Linked DNA regions of Mus musculus: all the other regions are linked to region 1. A link is a contact called in public HiCAR-type and promoter capture Hi-C data. All regions are on one chromosome and are shown on one strand. The core of a region is the stretch at or near the end of the contact, and the rest is flanking DNA. Distances in the headings are between cores, read along the strand shown.

The links. Promoter capture Hi-C pulls out the DNA fragments that hold promoters and counts their contacts. HiCAR-type assays count read pairs that join an accessible place to other places.
Region 2: a promoter capture Hi-C map of stem cell-derived epiblast-like cells shows a contact between it and region 1, with 2.2 times the contacts expected there. The contact joins the promoter of 1700023A20Rik here to the enhancer-like site in region 1. A contact is called at or near these places in 8 of 39 promoter capture datasets (embryonic stem cells, hippocampal neurons, liver and 3 more).
Region 3: a HiCAR-type map of kidney shows a contact between it and region 1, with 4 times the contacts expected there. The contact joins two enhancer-like sites. A contact is called at or near these places in 1 of 115 datasets of contacts at active chromatin or transcription factors (kidney) and 1 of 9 other capture datasets (embryonic stem cells).

Annotation. Positions count from the first base shown.
Region 1 is chr9:32,157,247-32,161,002 of GRCm38.p6, reverse strand. All of the region lies in intron 5 of Arhgap32 (Rho GTPase activating protein 32), which reads right to left. Among named protein-coding and RNA genes, the nearest start is that of Arhgap32, 130 kb to the right of the region's middle. Within about 2 kb of position 1,727, at least 22 of the 459 cell types and tissues checked have an H3K27ac peak or open chromatin away from gene starts, as enhancers often do. A contact at or near this core is called in kidney and stem cell-derived epiblast-like cells, where this site is marked.
Region 2 is chr9:31,384,148-31,387,903 of GRCm38.p6, reverse strand. It overlaps 1700023A20Rik (RIKEN cDNA 1700023A20 gene), which reads left to right and starts at 1,856. Exons shown (of 1, transcript NR_165167.1): 1 at 1,856-2,901. It overlaps Nfrkb (nuclear factor related to kappa B binding protein), which reads right to left and starts at 1,712. Exons shown (of 26, transcript NM_172766.3): 1 at 1,634-1,712.
Region 3 is chr9:31,431,646-31,435,401 of GRCm38.p6, reverse strand. The region is part of intron 1 of Tmem45b (transmembrane protein 45b); the gene reads left to right. It also overlaps the pseudogene Gm8162. Among named protein-coding and RNA genes, the nearest start is that of Tmem45b, 31 kb to the left of the region's middle. Within about 2 kb of position 1,736, at least 51 of the 459 cell types and tissues checked have an H3K27ac peak or open chromatin away from gene starts, as enhancers often do. A contact at or near this core is called in kidney, where this site is marked.

The DNA of each region.
Region 1 (3,756 bases), core at 478-2,977:
GTCTCAAGCATATTTAGCTAATTTGGTAAGTTTCATGATGAATTATGACTCCAGAATATATATTTTTCATAATCCAAAGGCTTTTTATACCAATAGGATAAACTCATACCCAGCTAGAAATCCACATCTTGGACGACGGTGGCACTGAGAACTCAGTATGAGTTCATTTCAATTATCCAACAAGGATTTTTTTTCTCTCAGACATAATATCACTACAGAATATACTTAAGACTATAAGATTACAGCTGCATTTCCCGTTTGTCTTAGTTTAGGGATAGGAACAGTCCCTGGAGAAAGCACACTGTTAAGTTAGTCTTACCACCTCGGTCCTGACATCATCACCCTCAGGCATCAAAGCAAGTGAGACTTCACCAGACTTATGCCTCAGCACTGGTGCCTCTCCAGACAGGGATGGCAGTGCATGCCTATAGTGGAAGGTCATGCAGTAAGGCCAGCCAGGACAGCACGGATCTAGGCAAGCCTGGACAGCACTGTAAGACTCTGTCTCAGAAACCACATTACAAAATAGAATTGCTGGCCGCTGAGATGGCTAAGCAGGTAAAGACGCTTGCTACCAAATCTGGATTCAATCTCCGGGAACCATATGGGCAAAGAGGGAACCAACTCCCCCAAGGTGTCCTCTGCTGTCCCTCATGTGCCAGGGCATATGCATGGTACACATCCATTCACACACAGAAGGAAGGGAGGGAGGGAGGGAGGGAGGGAGGGAGGGAGGGAGGGAGGGAGGGAGGGAGGGAGGAAGAAGAACTTCTATCTAAAATGTTTCAGAGAGTGCTAGGTAATCTAGTTTATTATTTGACTCTCGCCTCACTGACTCCTCACACGATTCTACACATAACTGGGATAGATGTTTTCATTTTTCTTGAACAAATGAGAAAACTGAGGACCAGGGATGTTACAGAATTTACTTCAGATAACCGAGGCAACAATGTTGCCCATGTAGTTTTAGTTTTCAACTAGGGCATTTGAAAACTATGGCCGACTCTTTTGTTAAGGTGTAAGTTGCACTTGATTGCTGCTTTCTAGTTATAAAGGACCCTTCAGAATGACTGTAGCATAGAATTAAGTTCTTAAGCAACACTTACCTCAAATTCCTTTACTGAAAGTGTTGTGGAGAACCAGTGAGACCATGTGCAAACAGGTCAAATAAAGTATTCAGATTACCTTCTTTTAAATGAAAGTCCAGGGCTATAGATGCAGCTCAACGTTAAGAGAGGCCCTGCATTTCATTCCCTCCAGAAGGAATGAAGGGGAGTCCAGAGCCAGTGTGTTAGTCTAAAACATTTTACTCTGCATTTTGTAGAAAGAGTCCAATGGAGGAGGAGGAGCAGGAGGAAGAGGTGGTCAGCCCAGACTACACTATAAGTTCTAGACCTACCTAGGCTCCAGAATAAAATCTTGTCTCAAAATAAATACAAGTCCAGGCTTAAAAAAAAAAAAAAAAAAAAAAAAAAAAAAAACCAAAGTGTACTAGTGTACTATTAGTCCTCAGTGTTCTTAGATCACACCCCTGCCTCTCTAGTGAGGAGAGTCCCAGCTGAACTGCTTAGTTGCCTGCACAGGGCTCCTCCCAGAAAGCTCAGGACACAGGTGTTAAAACTTACACTTTCCCATGCCATGTTTCTGACTACATCTGACCTGTACCTTGCATTGTTACTCAACAGCATACCTAAACCTTGGGTAAAAAGACAGGTAGAGTCCATTCACTATGCTGACACTAGGTGGCGGTGTGACATCGAGCACAGAGGAAGGGAGGCCAGCTTCAGGTTGATAAGGTACCATCCATTGCTTCTATAAATGCAACAGGAGACTTTTTCCCTTCTCCCCAAAACTATTTTCTGACATCTAGATAAATCATTATTTTTGTTCATGAGACACTACAATTTGGGAAAATGCAATAAAAGTTGCTGGGAGCAGCATAGTACACACTTGTGTTGCCCGAGGGTTCTGGGCTGTGATATACAATGCTCAGCCAGTGTTGGCACTAAATTCAGCACTAATTTGGTGACCTCCCAGGATTAAGGAGCCACCAGATTGCCTAAAAGAGATAGCAATTATCTTTCCTTTTCATATTTTAGTTTCTCCTAAACAAAATACACTAGTGCATCAACAATCATAGTTTGTAGCCACCAAAGTACTAGTCAAAGAAAAATACAAAAAACTGAATGTGCATATTAACACTCAGTGGGTGGAACACAACTTTGGGTAAATACCCAACAATACACCCAGACACTGACTGGATGGAAGCACAAGCATTGTTAACAATTCCTATGAAGCTTTACTTCTTTCAAGAAAAGATATATGACATCACCAGCATAATATTAATGGAAAATATAGAGGAAAAAGTGGTTTATGGCCAAGAGTTTTTGTTAGGTAAGTACTAGTAAGTATGTTTTCCTCAACTCTTGTCCAGAAAAAGCAGAAAATAAAAAATAAACTTACCAATCAAAAAATAAATAAGTAATATATTTTAAAACTAATGTTTTGAAAAATAACAAATTAAGAAAACTAAAAACTGGCTCTCTGGTTAGACCTAATTTTTAAGAGTATTTCACAAATTTAAAAAGGCAAGACAGGTGCTTTCCTTAATATAAAACATAAAAGCTAACATTTTAAAAAGACAAAAACAAATCAGAGCAATCTTAAATGTTAACTTGAAATAATAATTATAAGATTAAAGCCTTTATTGGGAAGGTTTCAACAGAAAAACTTAAGAACCCTTCAAACAACGCACAGCTCTAATTACTGCCAACTACTCCAGGATACTTACTAAAAAGAAGCAAGAATAAAAAAAAAAAAAACAGCTTAGGCAATCAATGAAATATTAGCGGAGTGATAAAAGAACTCTGTTTTTAAAACACGTGTAACATAACAGAGCATGTTGCAGGACTGTAAAGACGTCAGAACAATCTATTTCTAAAACAGAAGAAACTCTGCACTTTTACTAATTTTGTAAAATGGCTATTCGCACTGGGTGGAAGCAGACTAAAACAACACAACGTGGCATAGCCTTCCCGCCTGCCTTCTGCTATCATGGCCCTTTTCCCTGCATCCTGCCACATCTCAGCTCTTTAAATCAGATCTCACAGCTCACAGACAGTTGCACATCTCAGCTCTTTAAATCAGATCTCACAGTTCATAGACAGTTTCTTAGCAAAAGAAACACTTGCCATTACCCAGTACCAAGGGTGCATCAAGGAATCCCATGTGAAGATAAAGAATGCAAAGCCAAGATTAAGTAACAACCTGGCCAGTGGTCAGGAAAGCATATATAGCACATGGTTCACAGGAGCGCTCTCTCTCTCTCTCTCTCTCTCTCTCTCTCTCTCTCTCTCTCTCTCTCTCTCTCTCTCTCACACACACACACACACACACACACACACACACACACACACAGGATTGAGAACCATTTTATCAGGTATAAAGTAAGAAAGAAGCAAGGGAATGCTCTCAGGGGTGCCGTACAGATGGCCTGGTTTCAGATGCTGGCTCTATTTTAGCTTCAGTCCCACGGGTCCTCAGTCACCTTTCTAAAAGTATCCACCTTTCTAAGCTGGAACAGAACACAGTGTAGAAGAGCCTTGGAAGACACTAACCAAGCTTAATAATTTCCAAATGGATGACCTGTGCATCAACATAACACTGGAGAATCCATCATCAATTCATCTTGCCCCATGAATCCAAAAATGTTAATCTTTACTAAACAATAAAAATAGAGATACACATGTATCTATT
Region 2 (3,756 bases), core at 607-3,106, 770 kb after region 1:
TCTTGGTTGGCTTGCCTGCAGATGTTAATATCATATACAATACTTCTTACATACTCTCAGTTTAAACTGTAAACACCTGATATGATTTTATTCATCCACATAAATTCCTAGGGCTCCAATCACCAGACTGTTATTAGCTGTCAGTGGCCAATCTGACCTTCAGATCCATGTAAGTTAATGCAAGCATTTCCCAAAGCTGGAATCAGTATGAAGCTGAGGCCACGGTTCTGAACAGTGCTAAGGCACAGTGAACTGGAACTCACCGCTGTACCTCAGTGGTTCCCAGCCTTCCCAATGCTACGGCCTTCGAGTTGTGGTGACCCACCTCCCAACCATGAAACCGCTTCTGTTGCTACTTCATAGCTGCAATTTTGCTGTTACGACTTGTAATGTAAATATCTGTGTTCTTCAATGGTCTTAGATGATCAGTCTGAAAAGGTCACTCAACCCCCACTCCAAAAGGGTCATGACCCAGCTGCTCTACATGTACTGGACTCTTATCACTATTACTGACAAACAGACCAACAAGCCCACAAAAGTGGGAAGAGCAACCAGATTCTACCCTGGGGCCGTCACTATCTGTGACATCTTACCTCACCAGGTGTCAGGCTCCTTACCTGTAGTTAAGGAGGAGTTGGACCAGGCCCTTCCTACCTTTCTTTTCTCTTAGGATCTTAAAGGGAATCTCCAGCTAAGTGAGCTTACATTAACAGTGAAGATCCTTCCCACTTCCCAAGTTCTCAAATGATAATGGGTAAGTCTGTAATATACCTAGAATGGAAGCTCTTTTCTGCAAAATGATTTCACGTTCTGACAGTATTTCAGATCAAGGAAAGATACGGCGAGTGTTACATGGACACAGCTGTGTGGTCCCCAGGTAACTGTGCGCGCTCATCGTCAGCACACAGAGAATTGAGGACATCCTGCACGCATGTAGCGCCTAAATAACTGAGTGAAAGTGAGAAAGGAGCAAGACACCTGCACGTAACAAAACTTAAAAAAAAGAAAGAAAAAAAGAAAGGAAGGAAGGCCGGCAGGCAGACCGACAGACAGAGGCAACCTGATGCTTAGAATAAACTCCTCTTAGCGTAAGTGGCATAGACAGCGTGCAAAGCCAGTTACCTCATCTGACAGGTGCACAATGTACACAACTCACTCAGAAGCTGCTTCCAATACCGGCGGTTGATTAAGCTACACATAATTATCTAGCGACAACCGCTGCCTTGCCACTTATTCTGCACAAGAACTCAAAATACAAAAACAGGGGCGCTGCTAGCGAGCCGGAACCCCGGAAGCTGCCGATTTCTAAGTGTTGGGGGTGTCCCGGGCTGCTTCGCTAGACCAGGAAGGCCTCTTCTCTGCACCTGGGCTAGCCCACCCTCTAGACCCTCGCGAGCAACCAGCAAGCAAGGACCTCGGACCGCAGCCCCACGTCGCCAGCCCCACCTGCGCGCAGCGCGCCGCGGCCCGCCCCTCCCCCACACGTCCTCCCCCTAACCCTCGCCCACCCGGCAGCCGCACGCCACGCGTGGGGCCCGCCGCGTGCCCACGGCAACGCCCCGCTTCTCCCTTTCTCCCCGCTTCTCCCCTTCCCCCGGCACCCACCAAACCCGACGCCTGGGCCCGCCCTCACCTCAGCAGAGTCCGCGGGTCTCACCCGGGGTTCGTCGGGCCGTGGGCTCCGAAACGCGCTCGCTCCCGCAAGGCGTCTGGGTACGCGCACGTTCCGGGCTCCGGCAGCGGAAGGGGCGGGACCTGTGGGGCGAAACCTAACGGCGGGGCGGAGCGTATTGGGCAGGACGGGCAGGGGCGGAGCCTGTGGCAGCACCTGAACCGCCCCGACGCGTCTGGTGCCACAAGCTACGTCGGTGCGGAGAAGGCACGATCCATTCTGTGCGGGGTTCTCCTGGCTCAGGAGCTTTGGAGGATAGAGCGATGTCGCCTTTTGTCAGCTGCGAAGCAAGAGCACAGTCTGACAGGCACCGTGCTAACCACCACTTCTTGTGTGACAAAATTTTTCCAGGGGATACTCAACACGACAAATCAAAATACCGAGACCACCCAAGTCCAACTTGGTGAACTACTATTGGGATTACTTGCAGGCATATGGGTGAGGGTTTACTTAACAAGAGCAGAAATGACTTAGCTGAAAAACCAAGGCTCACCCCAGCATGAGTGACAACTCACAAAAGCTGGGAACCTGAAACACTGCACAGCCTACAAGCAGCTCAACAGGTTGCAATGAGTCCTTTCCAGGTGCCTCAGTTGGTCTACACCTTTCCAGGCAGCTCAGCTGGTTTCTGCTGCCTCCAGGTAGCTGGTCTGGCCTCAGAGTCGACTTTGTAGCTTTTTCCCCAACTCAGAATCCTCAGTTTAGCGTCCTTCCATCTGAGAAGGTCTCTCAGCTTTTATCGTTTATTCTGGCAGAGAGGAGCCTAAAGAATCTGATCCGTTTCGGGGACTTCCTGAAGCTATTTTGAGTTGCTTAAAGAGCTTTTCTTGAGTTGTTTAAAGAGCTTCCCTGCAGAAGAAAACTGTTAGACACCACCACTCTGTCGGGAAGGCTTTGCTGAGGCCACCAGACAGTGGAGGACCTCTTGCAGTCTTGAAGGTTGGGAAATATAACACAGACTCTAACCCATGTCTCCAAGTCCGCACAACTTGCAGAAAGTGAAAACATCGACAACTTACTCTTATGATTCATCATTACGCCTTCTTTCTCTAAGACCGTCTTATTTAGAATGTCTTCTCAAGTATTCTACAGTTCACCCTCTGGTCCTGCGTGGGTTAGCCACTGTTCCTTCGGTTTAATAAACATGTCAGGGGAGCAGGGCATGCCAGGCATGTCCTTCTCTCAGTGGAAAATAGTGCTTTCCAAATAAAGCCAAATCTTTGCACCCATGCGCACGCGCACACACACCCACTGACTCTATAAGCGTCCTTGGATCAGCGGGGCATGGTGGCGCAAGCCTTTAATCCCAGCACTCGGAAGGTAGGCAGAGGCAGAGAGGCAGAGAGGCAGAGAGGCAGAGAGGCAGAGAGGCAGAGAGGCAGAGAGGCAGAGAGGCAGAGAGGCAGAGAGGCAGAGAGGCAGAGAGGCAGAGAGGCAGAGGCAGGTGGATTTCTGAGTTCAAGGCCAGTCTGGTCTACAAAGTGAGTTCCAGGACAGCCTGGGCTATACAGATAAACCCTGTCTCGAAGAAAACAAAAAACAAACAAAAAAGATGTCCTTGGATCCTGTTGGAATTAGAAACCACCAATTAGAAATGGCAGTGCAGCGTCACTCTGGGTGACCAGACAGGAGAGCATTAAAACATTACAAACTGCCATTTTCATTAGCCCTTGTTCTTAGAGCAGTTTTAGGGTCATACAAAATTTAACAAAGCATAGGTTTACCTCAACCCCCGCCCCCCCCACACACACACATACTCTTCACCCACAAGTGATACATATTTCTTTTTTTTTTTAAGATTTATTTATTTATTATATGTAAGTACACTGTAGTTGTCTTCAGATACACCAGAAGAGGGCATCAGATCTCATTACGGGTGGTTGTGAGCCACCATGTGGTTGCTGAGATTTGAACTTCGGACCTTCGGAAGAGCAGTCGGGTGCCCTTACCCACTGAGCCATCTCACCAGCCCCCCCCCCTTTTTTTTTTAAATAAACTTATTCTTTTTTTTTAAGATTTATTTATTTATTTATTTATTATATGTAAGTACACTGTAGCTGTCTTCAGACACTCCAGAAGAAGGA
Region 3 (3,756 bases), core at 487-2,986, 730 kb after region 1:
AGAAACCCTGTCTCAACAACAACAACAACAACAACAACAAAAAGATTTGCTTCGTAAAAGGTTAATTAAACCAAAAGAAACTCCAGAAGGGCCTGTATCAGATATGAAAAAACTTCCAGGGACCCGGTCAAAAGCCCAGATGGAGGTATACCCCTGTCAGCACCATGACAGTCACCAAGAGAAGACAGTGATGTAGAAAGAAAAGGTTGGGGCAGGATTTTTCTTCACTGCTGGTTCTGATTAATGTAAGCGCAGTCAAGAACCGTTTATTCATTACATATCATGAACACGAGTAGTGAGTCTGCATGACTGTGTCGAGCATCTCTGCCCACCACCAACTTCCTTGGGAAAAATAACGTATTTTTCTGAATAAATCTTAGCTAATGTTCATAATTTTGCTATAAGTGGAATAGCAGCACATCATATCTGCTTCAGTTAAGTGCCTTCTACAGGATGGGTGCTGGACACAGTCGTCCCTGGGAATTCACACCAGATCGCCTCCAGTTTTGTGACCATGGCATTGTGCGTGCACTTGCTCATTGCTAGATTAACCATCATCCTATATTATGTTGTAAATTGTGTCTTTTGTCCATTGCTTATGTTTTTCCTTATAAATCTGTAATGGCGCTTCTTCCGGCATTGGTTTCAAGCAGACCACACCGGCTTCAGGCTATTTGAAGGGTTCTACCCAAACATGGATATCAGACCAAATCACACGATTTATATCAACAATATGAATGACAAAATGAAAAAAGAAGAATTGAAGAGATCCCTGTATGCCCTGTTTTCTCAGTTTGGACACGTGGTAGATATTGTGGCTTTAAAGACCATGAAGATGAGGGCACAGGCTTTTGTTATATTTAAGGAACTGTGTTCATCACAAATGCTTTGAGACAGTTACAAGGATTTCCATTTTATGGTAAACCAATGAAAATTCAGTACGCAAAAACAGTTTCTGATATAATATCTAAAATGCGTGGTACTTTCGCTGACAAGGAAAAGAAGAAAGCTAAAACCATGGACCAGGCTGCAGCGGCTGCAAACAAGAAGCCTGGTTAGGGAACACCCAAGTCAGCTAATACCCAAGGAACTGCAGCGCCAAACCCTCAGGTCCCTGATTATCCTCCAAACTATAGCCTGTTCCTTAATAACTTACCAGAGGAGACAAATGAGATGGTGTTATCCATGCTGTTCAAACAGTGCCCTGGATTCAAGGAGGTTCGCTTGGTACCAGGGAGACATGACATTGTGTTTGTAGAATTTGAGAATGATGGGCAGGCTGGAGCTGCCAGAGATGCTCTGCAGGGGTTTAAGATGACACTGTCCCATGCCATGAAGATCACCTATGCTAAGAAGTAACATGCGGGATGCCAGTTTGGAAGGACTTGGTATTATTTATAGTGTTTGTTTTGATCACATTCGGTCAAGTCATTTTAAATTGTTGGAAGTGAAGGCGAAGTTTTGGGAGGAGTCACCTAATTTGTTTTTAGTTTTGCTGAACTATGAAATACGGAGCCTTAATTTTGTACAATAAACTTTTATTTGTATTCTGTTTACTGGTTTATTGTCCTATCATCAAACACTTATTTTTGTACAAACCTGAAAATGTGTAAAACTCAATAATGGCGTTTAGGTTATTTTGGAGCAGCTAATGATACAGAAGTTGAAGGGAGCAGATTCCAGCAGCCAGTGAGCAGCAGCATGTTAATAGTAAAATGATCGCCCTGCTGTGAGTAAACAGGACATTTGCTTCTGTCCAAAGTACAGTGCTTTGCTGGATGGAGTAGGGATCACACAGTATTAGTGGCCATGTGATAGCAGCTGCTTACTGTTGTCTAGAAAAACAGGAAATAAAATTGCTGCCTGCAGTGTGAAAAAAAAAAATCTGTAATGGCTGGGGTCGGAGAGATGGCTCAGCAGTTAAGAGTACTAGCTGCTCTTCCAGAGGACATGGGATTGATTCCCAGCACCCACACGGCAGCTTAAAACTGTCTGTAACTCCATTTCCAGAGAATCAGGCTTTCTCTTAGATATGAATGCAGGCAAAATACTCATACATACACACACACCAAAAAAAAAAAAAGTAAAATTAAATTTGAAAAAAAAAATATGTAAAAAGCTTTATAATTAACAGTCACTGTATAGCTGCCAGCTTCCTGATTTATCTCCATCTCTTAGACTTTTGGTTTAATTACATTGTGTTTCTCTGGGTGTATGTGCTGTGATGTGCCTCTGGAGATGAGAGGACCTGTAGGAGTGGGTCCCACTTCTTCCACCGAGACTGGGCACGGGTCAACAGGCTCAGCAGCCAGCATCCTTTACTGGCTGAGACATTTAACCAGCCCCTTTTTCATCATTTTGACATTAAAAAAAATGCCTACAGAGAGCTGGCCCCACCTTTCGTCTGCCGTGAGGTGGTGTGGGCACAGCAGGGATGGCTTCCCACAATCCCTTGCTGGTTTTAGAACTCAGTAGAGCAGGCTATGTGCCTGGACTGGCCAGCACTGGTGGTGCCAGTGCAGGCGAGCCCGCCCCGAGGGCATGAGAGTGGGAGAGCTTGCCCCACCCCTTATTGGCTGTGGCACTTGGGTAAGCTAGCCAGGCAGGCAGGCTGGCCCTAGTGAGATGGGTATGGGAGAACTGGTGGGCTGACCAACTCAGCTCCTACTCAGGCCCAGATCCAGGGCTTAGGGTTGGCCCACCCTAACATCTACCCCTTCTATGAACTACTGGGGCATGTGAAGGAGCCAGTCCTGCTGAGCCAAAGCTGCAGGATCTCTATGACACAGATCAACAACAAGATATCAGAGAGGAGTCCTGGTGGAGATCCAGTACTGGCAGTGTAGCAGAAGCCAGAGGCCTTGAACCAGACCGCTGAATGACTCATTACAATGAACGTCTGCAAGTGAAGGGGGTTGGACAAAAAGGGTGTATGACACTGTGACACAGTGCAGCTCCCATGATGAGATTTTTGTTCTCTTATTTTTCCTTTGGCGGGGGCAGGGGTCACAGGGGCGGAAGGCAGACACAAAGGGGCAGGGACATGAGTGGAATTGGGGTGCATGATGTGAAATTCACAGAGAATCAATAAAAAGCTTTTTTAAATTACTACATATAAAGTTTCTTCTCTCTAATCCTCTCGTTCGCATCTGTGCCTAGGAAGATATCTTTACACTGAGTCAACAAATACTGACCTGGCCTCCATTTCTCCCCACCAAACTTATTTATTTTCACAGCCCCGGGCCCGGCAGTGTTCTCCCCAACCCCAAATTACCTGGCAGACAGTACTATTCTAGTGATTTAAGGGCTTTTCACATAAAAAGCCTTGATCTTGCTGGTGTGGCTTACGATCAATTCTGCTTCTTGCTACAGTGTGGAGGGGATGGTGCTTTGGAGGCAGGGTTTCATGTCGCCTAAGCTGGCCTTGCCTTTATTAAGAAGGGGAGGATGACCTTGAACTCCTGACCCTCTGGCTTCCACCTCCCAAGGGCTAGGACTAAAGGCATGCAGTGCACCACTATGCCTGGCTCAAAATACACAGAGTAGAAAGACTTCTTGTCTATCGCGTAAAACAGCTGGGTGTGTTGTGTATCCTTGTGATCTCAGGGCCAGGGAGACAAGCGGATCTATACAGCTCATGGGCAGGTCAGCCAGCAGAGCATACTTAGTGGGTTCCAGGCCAATGAGAAGTCCTGTGTTAGAGTAAGGTGGATAGTATCCCTCAGAAGTAATACCTGAGGTTGTCCTCCAGCCTCT